Linked DNA regions of Triticum aestivum: region 1 is linked to region 2. A link is a contact called in public Hi-C data. All regions are on one chromosome and are shown on one strand. Each heading gives the region's core, a stretch centred on a gene start, on an enhancer-like site or on the middle of the called end of the contact. The rest is flanking DNA. Distances are from core to core; before and after follow the strand shown. Region 1 has its middle 170 kb from the start of LOC123041743. Region 2 has its middle 6.2 kb from the start of LOC123041743.

Region 1 (6,238 bases), core at 3,252-5,751, 160 kb after region 2:
GTTCAAGAATTTCAAAAAATGTTGACATTTGCAAATTTTGTTCGCAATTTTAGAAAATGTTCATGTTTCAAAAAGTCTTTCAGGATTTTCAAAAAATGTTCTTGTTTTAAAATTTCGTTGACAATTTCAAAAAAATGTTTGTGTTTTAGAAAATGTTCAGTAATTTTCAAAAAGTTTTGTTTTGAATTATTGTTATGTTCATGTTTTCAAAAAATGTTCAGGAATTTCTAACCAAATACTCCTTTTCACAATATATTCAGAATGTCATTCATAAAATGTTCAGGTTTCAAAAAATGTACATGAATTTCAAAATATGTTCTCAGTTCCAAAATTTGTTCGGAATTTCAGAAAGATGTTCGTGTTTCCAAAAATGTTCAGGAATTCCGGAAAATGTTTCTTTGTTTTCAAAAAAATTCACAATGTTGGAAAATATTCAATGTTTCCAAAATTGTTCACATTTTAGAATACTGTTAGGTTTTGCAAAAAAAATGTCAAGTTTTGTCTACATTCGGAGTACAAAAATTGTTCACATTTTTTCAGAAAAAAACTTTGGAATATCAAAAAATATTTGCGGTATTTAAAATTATTCAATATTGTCAAGAAATGTTTCTAAAATGTTTTTCCCAAACCTCAACCCTGCTGTCTGTTGTTAAAGTGTTTGCCGCCTTAATGTTCGACAGCAACTTTGTGGTGCAGTTGCCAGCTGATCGTGGTCTGCCTTTTTGTGTGAGCGAGGTCCTAGTGTATACGGGGTCTTGTTACGTCGTTGTGCTTTCGCTCGATGGGCCGGCCCAGTCTGCGTCGCCCTTGTGCGTCAAGCTCCCGTTTTGACGCAAAATGGGTCACATAGGATGCCTCCCTTTTTACGGTTTGGCCTATATGTGGCACGTTAAATGCCCAAGGGGAGTTTCCATAGAATCCATATGGGACTCCAAACGATCTCTATTTTAATTGTGAAATCATGTATCCAGCTCATAGAGTGTTAGTGTAAGTGCGAAAGCTCCTAGTCAGTGCTTATAGCGCTAGCTATCAAGCTGACGCTCACGCCTCATCGCTATGAGCCAACCTAGCAATCGTACGCACACTCAGCTAACTGGTTGACCAATCGATTATTAACTTTTGACAAAATGAATCCAAAAAATTAATAATTTTCATAAAAGTCTTTTGACTATTCACTTGAAGGTTGACCTTTCCAAAAATTTCATGAGTTCAATAAAGTTCATGAATTTTTGAAAAGCTCAACAGTTTGAAAAACAAATTGCGTGTTGTTCGGATTTGCAAGAAGTTCATGATTTGCAGGGAAAAAGTTCACAGATTTGAGAAAAAGTTCACGTACTTGAACCAAAAAGTGCATGAACTTGAAAAGGTTCATGGATTTATGAAAAAAGATCATAATATTTTAAAGAGTTCAAGAGTCTGGGAAATTCCCTAAATTTGAACAAAATATGACGCATTAAAAGAGCACAAAATGAAAAATGAAAATAAGAAAATAAAATATAAAAGAGAAAGGAAATCAAAATAAAAAGAAAAAACCGAATAAGAATCGTACCAGAAAACAAAAAAACAAATGACGGAAAGCTTCCCAAAACCAATCAGGAAACTTCTGGGTGCTTCCAAAAACCGGGCATGCGCGGGTGTACGGGTAAGCCTAGCACTTCCTGAATTTTATTTGGCTCCTTCTATACTAAATAGATATTAAACCATATCGGGCGCACACCCACTGGTTCGCTGTGGGCCACCCAACTATTCTTCTCTCCCACCTGTTATGGGAACATTCTAGAAGGTCGTACCGGATAAGTGGGGTGGGTTTGCGGTGGTTTCCTTCACCCATTTTCTTGTTTCTATTATTTATTTATTAATTTTCCATCTATTTTTTCTTTTATGTTTTTTTATTAAAAAATACTATGATTTTTTAAATCACGAACTATTTTCAAAATCATGAAACTTTTCACAAATTCGTAAACATTCTTCAAATTTAAAAATTTTATTAAATTTATGAACTCTAAACTCAATAATGTTTTTCAATTTTTTCAAATTCACAAACTCAGTTTTTATTTTTGTGATCATTTCTTAAATTCGTGAACTCTGTTTAAATTCACAATGTTTTTCCATTTTTGTAAACGTTTTCAAATTTATGGAGTTTTCATTTTTTTTATTTTTTAAATCCATGAACTTTTTTATTTTTAAAAAATTGCAATTTTATTTAAATTCTCTAAAAAAATCATGTTCAAGAGAATTTTGAGTCTATGATTTTTTAAATCAATTAACATTTTTGAACTTTGTGATTTTTTTGAATCAATGAGCTTTTTTAATAAGTCAATGGTTAGCCGACTGATAGCCGATCGGGTCAACCGTGAAAGGGAGGGAGAGCAATCGAGAGAGCAGCTGACGCATGGGTGCATGCGGTCGTTCCTGGCTTGGCCCATGAGAGCTAGCGCATGAGCGCCACTGGGGTAGCGGGCGCACAAGGCGCCAATTAGGAGTTCTGCTAGAACTAGCGCTATAAGCGCTAAATAGGAAATCGCCGTGCCTGCACCTGCACCCGCACGTCACTGGGATGGGCCGAGACCTAACAGAATAGGCGACTCTTCTGTTGTCCTATTACTTTTTTTTACATTTTTATTTCTTATTACATCCCCCCCCCTTCTTTTTTTTCCTTTAATCTTTTCCTTCCCGTGCCCGCCGCTATGCACCAACGGGACAGGCCAAGACTCCGACTCTTCTGTTTTCCTACATTATTTTATTTTCTATTTTTCATTTGCTCCTCTATTATATATCCCACTTTTCTTGTTTTTTTGGTTTCTTTTCATTTTTTTCCTTTTGTTTTACATTTTGATGAAAAAAATATGTAAGCACTTTTGAAATTGCATGAACACATATTCTCATAGACATGAACAATTTTCTAAAACGTGTGAACTGTTTTTAAAATACACAGACGTTTCGTATGTATAGATATTTCAAGAAAAAGAGATGAATTTTTTATACTTAGATACATGAATAATTTCTTCATTATTAAACAATTATGAAGATATTCAAATAATGATTAATAAAATTATGCTCTCGTCTTTCCAACAATTTAAGAGGTTAAGTTTTTCTCAGGTTATGTTCCTGTAGGCCCGGTGTATCACTTTCAACTTTCCTGTCCGGCCCAAGAGGTTCGAGCAAGGCCCCCATAAGACCTTTATTTCCCGTTATTTGTATGAGAAATGAGAAAGTTTATCTCAAAAAAGGAGAATTGAGAGAGCACGTTGTGACTTGGACAGAAATGTAGATCTTGCAACTCCCTACCCTAAAAAAAGATCTTTGAACTCCCTAAAGAAAAAGGAAAAGGAAAAGATGATTTTGCACTCATGCATCGGGGCCTACTCATGCCCTAACCTTTTCGATTGTCCTTAAACATCACAAGTGCTAATGACCTAACCCCTCATGCCAAGTGGACTAGTTGTTCTCTGCGGCTCCCATCGGAATATCTTCACAACCTCCTAGCCAAGATTCAATAAAAGAAATCGTCCTGCAATTTGAACGGTTCCACCACGAGGATTTTCTGATTATAAGAAAACCTAAACAATATTGTCTCACAAACCCCAACACACGTTACACGTACTGTCATGCGCGCGCCCACAACCGCACATAAAATAGGCGTTGAGTAGTAGTAACATGCTTGACATTGATATCCCGATCCAGACTGAAATTATTGTTTTCCTGTCCGCGGACGGACATAGTTTGATGGCGAAAAAGGCACACGCACATAAACTCAAACAGCTAAGAACTCCATGTAATCTTCTGGCCTCATCACCTGCGTTAGTAGCCGCGAGAATTGATGTTACTTTAATTGGAGGCCGGCCTATGTGTAGTAGGACATACTGTCAGCTAACTAATTAAACTAAAAACATGATTTCTTCCGGGTATGTCGATGTGTTGGGAGTTGAGAGTGTAGCTTGATTACACCAATAATTGAAGACGTTCGTACGAAACTGTCGGCATATTTTTTTTGTAAATGCACACGGTTTATGTCCCTGACAACAAAATAATGTCGCAGGTAAATGTGCACAAGAATGCAGTACAGTTGGTAGCTGTCTAATCTACAGGGTACCCGTCATCTCGTGCCCTTTTTCCTGACTTTACGACGGAGTTAATCGCATCATCTTACATTCTTACTGGCAAGTAGTGTTGCTAAACGTTATCGGGAGATCGTATGTCATTGTCATGAACCGGGATATAATATGGTGGCATCCGTGCACGGCACACCACGGCAGGGAGGGGATGGGGATATATACAGTTCACTCTCTTTTTTTTTTTTTTGAGAAATATATAGTGCAGTTCAGTCGAGGCCGAGACGGAACACACACAGGCTGACACAGGTCGGCCATGGGACGGAGCCCGGAAGTATGGGGGACCGTCGGCGAGCGAAAGCGACGCAACGGGGGAGAGCTCAACGGTTTCGTCAGGGCGCGCAGCCGAGGGGGCCCGTCGCGGCGGTGGGCCTCGGTCCGGGCCCTCTCTGCCCGGAATTGGTAGGAATTGTTTGGGTCCTCCCACCCTCTCCTGCATCTGCATGCATGCACGTAGTCCCCTAGATTTGTTCCTTTGGCCAGGACACCCAGCTCACCAATCGCTCTCTCTCTCTCTCTCTCTCTCTCTCTCTCTCTCTCTCTCTCTCTCTCATGCTACACAGATGCCACACCACTCTCTCTCTCACACACACACACACACTCACATCAACACACACACACACTCTCTCTCATGGTCTCATGGAGTTGCAAATTGCACGGTCTGGGCAGGGGTCATAATAATGCAGCTTGTTGGGATGTGGTTGGATAGGCTTCCATCGATCTGATCACATGCGCCAATTAAACCTAAGAAAGACGTGGCCTGGGGCTGAGAAAGAGATCGGTAGTGGGGGGCGATGAGCTACAGGGACTAGCTAGAGGGGAACCAACGTAGTACTACGCACGTAACATACGTCCAGCAGATCTCCCCGTCATTGCCACCTCATCGACCGATCGAGCCAGTGCCTAGCGCTGGATCTGCTGCTCGCGCTCTGCACAGGACGGAGGGACACAAGTGCAGAGGCTTTTATTAAGGTTGTTGTTTCAAAAAGTCTCCGCCCTCTCTAATAACACATTTATCCTGTCCTATCAGGAGAGATGAGAATTTTGGTGCCACGGTACTGTTTATTACGCCATCTGACACTGTGCAGTTAGGACTTCACAAATGTGCACCGTTCAGTATGTAGTTACTCGTACGTACGCATGCCTGCTGCCTGCACGCTGCACAGGACCGCATGCATGCATGCTTGCGCTAGCTACATGCATGTGTACGTACAACGACTAGTGCAATGAAGTTATTCTCAATAAAAAGGCGTACGTACGTCCTCCCCTAATAAAAGTAATCAGAAAGGCGTCTAGCCTGCCCAATTAAGGAGCAGTACGCACGCATACGTTTGCGCGTACCTCGACCTCCAACGGCGATCTGCATACGGAATTACGGTGTATAGTTAGTTGTGCCGATGGATACAGAAAGACAAGAGGGACGATGGAAGAGATTTTCCTGCCGATGGATGGATCTCTCTCTCGTAGCCAGTGGTCCTCTAAGTTTTTCTGCCCATATCGAGCATATGCCCGTACCGCTACCAATCTACCATGCGTCGTGTACATTTGTAGTTTCTGGCATCAACATTAATCCCATGTCTGGTGGCCTTTTCAGCATCTTCGTCATAAATTCACCACTGTCTCCTTTAGCACATACGGACATAGCTGTGGCACATACCTGCAGGCAGCTGCGGCCAAGAAAATACAATCCATGGGTTGCTCGAAGTTCGAACCTTTTTGACATTGTACTGCAGCAGCTTGCACCAATTAATCCTTACCTGAGCAGATCATAATGTAGAGATCGATGTCCAGTGTATAAAACTCCGTGGTGATCGAGCATCGAGAGAGGGAGCGACAGGCACAGCGAGGGCGTGGATGGCCGGCCGGAGCTGAGGGAGGAGGCATGCGCGCGCGCAGGCTGGGGGAGAGTGGACCACCAATTATGCATGGGCTGTGATGAGGTCCCGATCCCACATCAAGGACACGTTGTAGAAGCATGGCCCGGCCAGTACACTAACCAGGCCCTGACCTGGTCTCTGCGCGTCTCGGCCGGATCGAGCAACAGCGGTACGGCTCCTGCACGATCGGGAGAAGAGATCGATGTACGAGTGTGTGATAGCAGCTCGCTACCTCACCTATGGCTACAT
Region 2 (6,098 bases), core at 3,360-5,859:
AAATTGATGAACTTTTTTAAGTTTGTGAACTTTTCTTGAAAAATGATGAACTTTTCCTCAAAATCAAATGAATAGTTTCAAAATTTTGTGAACTTTCTATTTTGCAAACTTTTTCCATTTTTATGAACTTTTTCAAATTCGCCAACTTTTCCTCAAATGGATGAACTTTTTTTTTGTAAAATATTTAAACCTTTTCTGATGTCACAATTTTTTTTCAAAAGTATTTTCTACCAGACCAACAACACAAGAAAATGAAAAAAAACACTAGCGAGCGCCTGAGAGAGCGAAGCGAGCGACACAATACCTGGAGCGAGCAGGGGAGAGCTCCTCACTGGCGCCTTATGCGCCCGTAGAGGAAACCAGCGCCCGTGCGCCTGGCTACATTGGGCCGGCCCAACAACGAGCCGACGAGCTCGCGTACGTTGCGCGCTTCCCTTGCTTTCCCTGCTCGACCGTTTCTTCGTGGTTGACTGGTAGTGGTAGATCGTCAACCATTGGCCATTGACTTTTGAGATTTGTTTTTGAAATTTCAGAAAAAGAATTCGAAAATAAAATTCTCATGGATTCTAAAAAGTTCACTGATTTTCGAAAAAAAATCATCAAACTTATAAAAAGTTCATGAATTTGAAAAAAGTTCACCGATTTTCCAAAAAAGTTCATGACTTTGAAAAAAAGTTCATTGATTTTGTGAAAAAGTTAATAATATTTTGAAAAAGTTCATCAATCTTTAAAAAAATCGGTACTTTGAAAAAAAGTCATAAAATTTGAAAAAAGTTCATCTACTTTGAAGAAAAAAGTTCACAACTATAAAAAATTTCATCTACTTTCAAGAAAAAGTTCAGGAATTTCTTTCGCAGTGGTTTTTCACGAATTTTATAAAAGATGAAAAAAGGAACAAAAGGACAAACAACCGACAACGTAAACACACAAGGTTATTTGGTCTGGTGGTTGTGGCGGCGTACTTGTAGGAAGAGCGTTGCGGGTTCGAGCCCTGGCTCGAACAAACTTTTTGCAGAAACAGAAGGAAGTGGGATGGGCCGGCCCGTTATAAAACTATGCGTACATAAGGGGTGTGAGGGGTGTGCGCCCTATACCAAATGCACTACATCCAGCGCTTAAGGCGCTGAATAGGATTTGGCCGAGCAGGGGGGCAGGGAGCGAACTTGTTGTGTTGCTGCTCCCCGGCCCACTTGGGAACGCGTGAGCGCCGACGCTGAAGGAGCGGAATATGAGTCCTCTCATTTGGAAATCCACCGCCGGCAACAAAATACCCTACTACATCTACCAAAAAAATACCATTTCCTAGGGGCCACTTCTCGAACCTTTAGCCCATTGTGTTGAAGGCTTGGTTAACTATGAAGTTGAAACTCTTTGCGCCTAGGTTATCATGTCTGATAGTTAACCACCTTGCACAACACAGATGGTCAAACAATTCCTAGAGATCATATGCTCCATGATACGGGGTCACCTAGGCTATTAGATTTGAGATCCAATGGTCATTTTCAGAGATTTGAGGCATGCATGTAATTACTAGTTAGGTGACTCCAAGAGGTCCGTTTGTGGGAGCATTGCAGGAGACCGTTAGATCTCACATTTGATGGCCCGGATGCTGCCGTATCATGAGATCGTACTAGCTTCGGGAACTCCTGATATGCACTCTTTTCCCTCTTGCAAGCAGCCTTCAGATACGGCAGCTTGTCTCCTTGTTCAGTATTCATACTTCATATGAATCTTGTTGTGGTTGCAGAACGATATAAATCAAGACGGGCCAAAGCAGGCAGTTCGCTATGAAGTGATGTGGGATACCCATGAACAATTAAAACCAATCATTGATGATGCACGGAAGTTGAACAACCATGAATCGATGGTGCATGATGATCGGTTCCAGATGGCTAGACTAGCTTCTGATCTTCGATGCTGGAGCGGAGAGTCTTTCTGCAATGTTAGAAAGGAGATCAAGAATTTCCGAAGGGAGTTGGAATTTCAAAAATGCTGGTGACATGGACGAGATGCGGTGGCGGTGACGAGAACAGTGATGGGGCCACGAAGGGTGGCTCTACGACATGAGCGTGCACATTCCATGGGGGAATGACATGCCATTGAGAGATGCTCCAACACCTCCGCCACTAGCATCATGTAGTCCTCAAATAGATCCGCCGCTATCCCCACCAGGAAAATCGTTGATGAAGGTTCGCCATGGGAGGCAATATCTAATGGCCGCTTGCCATCCAACCATGCCGAGTCCCAGAAAGGCTTCTTGGCTCCATTGCCCACTTAAATGGTCGTGCAAGTATAAAAAAGCTTCATGTCAATCTCGTCGCATGGGTTTCCCGTACTAATCCACAACTTAGAGTTGTCGGTCCACTCTAACCAAAGTCATCGCAATCGCAGGACCCTTGCGAATTTATCCAGGTGCAACATATAGAGACCCCTAAAATGGGTCGGTCAACAAACAAATTTCCAATTTAACTTGCACTTGGCTTCGGAGGTCTTGTCACTAGGCGAACATAAAAAAGCACGCTCGATCTTGTAAACACTTCTTCCCCCAGAGGAGACGACAAGCAGGTGATGTAATAGATGGCATGAGAAGTAAGCACCGATTTGACTAGCGCAGTGCGAGAGGTAATGTCCCTCACCCTGCCAAGGGGGGAGTTTGACCGCAATTTTATCTTCCAGAGGTTGATGATGCATGCCTTTTAGTACTGAAAGCGGAAGCCCAAAATTATTGATCGGAAATGAAGTGCGCTTGGCGAAGAAGCTCTGAAGAATATCATTAAGATGGATACAATGGAGCTCTTGAGGAAGCTCGTGGTGAGGCCAATCACCTCTCCAAAGGAAACTCAAAATGGTAGCCAAATTTTATATGTCCTGCTTAATGGGGGCAACGAAGATAGCGGTGTCGTCCACGTAGAGCGATGTGCAGAAAGTGGAACCCCTCCCACCAATTTTGTGAAGTAGTCGTTGCTCAATGGCCACGTCAAAGAGAGGATCGATGGCCAACACAAAGAGCAGCGGGGATAGAAGACCCCCACTGCCGAAGGCCCCTGCTATGAAGAATGGGAGCGCCAGAGATCCTGTTGAGGACCGAGGAAGATTTGGATAACAGGGCAGCGACCCAATCCCTGAAACTAGGGAGGTGTTTGGTTCGGCTATCTGTAAGTAACCTGATAACGACGGGATCTGAATACGTTAGTTTCTGTTTGTTTCAACTTCTCCGTAATGAGATCCCGTGTAATCAGATTACATCGTTGTACAAATCTGATTCCGCCCACATCTGCCTGTTGTCTGTTCCCTCTTTCTCATGCGTTTTTCTGGCTGCTGTTCGATTCTTTTCTTGGGGGCTGGAAAAGCACGTCCACAGCGGCGGGCGAAGATTGGGATCTGGCTGGCGGTGCCTGAGATCGGCCCCAGCGGCGCGCGGATCGGGGACTGACCGGCGGCGCGCATCCTCAGCGGCGGCCGGCGGTGCTTGAGAACGGCGGCGCGCATGCTCAGGGCGGCCAGGCCGAGCAGGTCGTTGACGGGGAGAAGGGTGGCCGGCGAGCAACAGGGCATCGGGCAGAGATATTCCTCATGCATTGGAGCAATGGTATCCAATTCCTTTACCCCGCACGAACCAAACAAACTAGGAAGAAAATCATTACACCCCCTAAAACGTTGTGACCTGATTACGTTAACGTTAACATTCCTGTAGCCAAAGGCGTAAACTTTATTTAATCTCCGAACCAGACAACCAGTGTATCACGAAATGCGTCACTGATGGAAAATATTGATACGACGTGTATAATGTATAAACCCTAAATTGTGGCCGACCAAAGGAATGCCAAACAGAGCATCCATCGTTAAGTATCGCAAACCAGCCACAACAGTCCAGCGGTTCTTTTCAGTGGCCATCTCTGGTCACCTAGTGTCATGTTTAAAAAGGATCGACAAAATCCATTCGTCCAGACAATCAGTCATGAACTCATGTTCCCATCCAGCAAAAGACATCATCCACAGTTCTACTAGTAGTATGCATTATCCACATGAAAAAGGAGCTCAAATTGAAAGGCCCCTTGATCTCACCAGAACTATTTACAAAGGAGCCATGGAAAACTCAGTCTCATTTCCACCGCTGGATAATAAGAGACATCATAGTACAAGTAGTACAGTCGGTCTGTACACCAAACGAATCAACAGAATAAACCGAAAGAGGCAATCCGGATGAACCTATGGGATCGGACGAGGCTTAGCAGAGGCAGTCGGCTGGATCGATCAGCCTCGGGTGGTGACGCGGAGGGCGTGCGGCGGCGGCGGCGGCGCGAGCGGCGGGGCCACGAAGGGGAGGCTCCGCAGCATGAGCGTGCGCATCCGGCGGGGGAACGGCGCGCCGTCGAGCAGCTGCTCCAGCACCTCCGCCACCAGCATCGTGTAGTCCTCCAGCAGCTCGGCCACTATCCCCACCAGGAACATCGCCGATGATAACCTTCGCCTTCGCCTTGGCTTCGCGGTGCGGTAAGAAAAGGAATCGGTTTTCGGTAGCTCGGGATTTGTGTGTACTCTGGATGTGGTGTTGACTTGTTACCGTCCGAGAGCAGGCGTCCGCGGCTTTTTAAAGGGGTCGGGTTCCGTGGTGTCGTGTCCTGTGGGCAGTGGACGCTGGTTTTGGATGTGACGGGGTGGCGGCCCGCCTGTGGTATGCGCTAGAATCCGGCAGAAGGAACGGCTACGTTCCCGCGGCGATGGTGTGCTGCGGCGGAGAAACGACCCACATCAGCTGCTGCCGTGAACTTGCTCGATAGCCTAGCCGCCGTGTCTCGCGCAGCGGTTTCCAAAACCGTCAAACCGGCATCGCTCACTCGTAGGTGAATACGACGACCACCGCTGGAATTCTGACATGGGCTGTGGCTCACGATGTAAATGGGACGCTTGCTGGACATCGTCGGACTTGCCCACGTCGGCACCACTTTTTTGTTTTTTCAAAACACACTACACATGCAAGCGATTATATATACGCGCATACATTCAACCTTATAAACTCACACGCACATTCTTTTCACTATAAGCAATTATTTTTTATATTGTGTATGTGGTGTTCATATACTATCACATATTCAGAAAGCAAATACGGAGTTGGACCATGGAATTAAGGGAGGATTGGAAGTGGCGTTGCGGTGCAGATGGTGGCAACAACACCCTAGCATAGGGCAGGGCAGTGACAACTGACTGGCAAAGGAGTTTGTAGCGACCAGACCTCAAACAGTCCGATCTCTATGCATTAGTGTCATCCCTGGATCGATAATGCTGACACGCACAATACTTAAAAGATTTATAACAGAGTAACAATCACACATTTATTACATCAAATGTCTCAAAAGAGAACTTACTATAATAAATATGGCTTAAGGCCATCTAAATACGATAACATCGGAAGACTTGGAAGATAAAGTGAGTCCATCAACTCCAGCGGCATCACTGAGTGAAAGATCACAACCTAAGGCACCTTACTCGTCGTCTGAAAAGTCTGCAACATGAACGTTGCAGCCCGAAATGGGCCAGCACATGGAATATGCTCGCAATGTAACACATAGAGTAATGAAGAGAATAAATACTATCACTACATGCATATTTGGCTGATGGAAAGCTCTATGGTTACAGTTTTGCATAAAGCCAATTTTTCCCTACAACAAAGGAATAAATTTTATTTAACTATCATGGTGGTTATTAAACATTGAGAAGGTTCATCCAACTCAATCCCAATTAAGCATCATCATTAAACCCAATCAAATTATATTAAGAGTGATGAGATCCACATGATAATCCAAGAACTAGATATTCAAAACGTCCATAACCGGGGACACGTCTAACCATGATTATTTTGTACACTCTGCAGAGGTTTGCGTACTTTTCCCCATAAGACTCGAATACATCCATGGTCGGAGAAACGAGACACAGTCTTTCTGAAACAATAACTCTTTATTCTGGGTGGACAGTTACACATACTTTCTGTCACATCCCTAGCTTCTGGTTTGCTCTGAGCTAGCTAGTCATGTGTTGCATCATGTTTAAATTTCAGTTAAACCTGAAATGGGGATTGTTTAAACCCTAGCACCAAATGA

The links. A called contact is a pair of places that touch in the nucleus more often than the background predicts.
Region 1: a Hi-C map of leaf shows a contact between it and region 2, with 7 times the contacts expected there. The contact joins two enhancer-like sites. A contact is called at or near these places in 3 of 5 Hi-C or Micro-C datasets (all in leaf).

The regions. Positions count from the first base shown.
Region 1 is chr2B:595,267,055-595,273,292 of IWGSC CS RefSeq v2.1, forward strand. No RefSeq gene overlaps it. Among protein-coding and RNA genes, the nearest start is that of LOC123041743, 170 kb to the left of the region's middle. Within about 2 kb of position 4,502, at least 6 of the 8 cell types and tissues checked have an H3K27ac peak or open chromatin away from gene starts, as enhancers often do. A contact at or near this core is called in leaf, where this site is marked.
Region 2 is chr2B:595,106,237-595,112,334 of IWGSC CS RefSeq v2.1, forward strand. It overlaps the pseudogene LOC123041744. Among protein-coding and RNA genes, the nearest start is that of LOC123041743, 6.2 kb to the left of the region's middle. Within about 2 kb of position 4,610, at least 3 of the 8 cell types and tissues checked have an H3K27ac peak or open chromatin away from gene starts, as enhancers often do. A contact at or near this core is called in leaf, where this site is marked.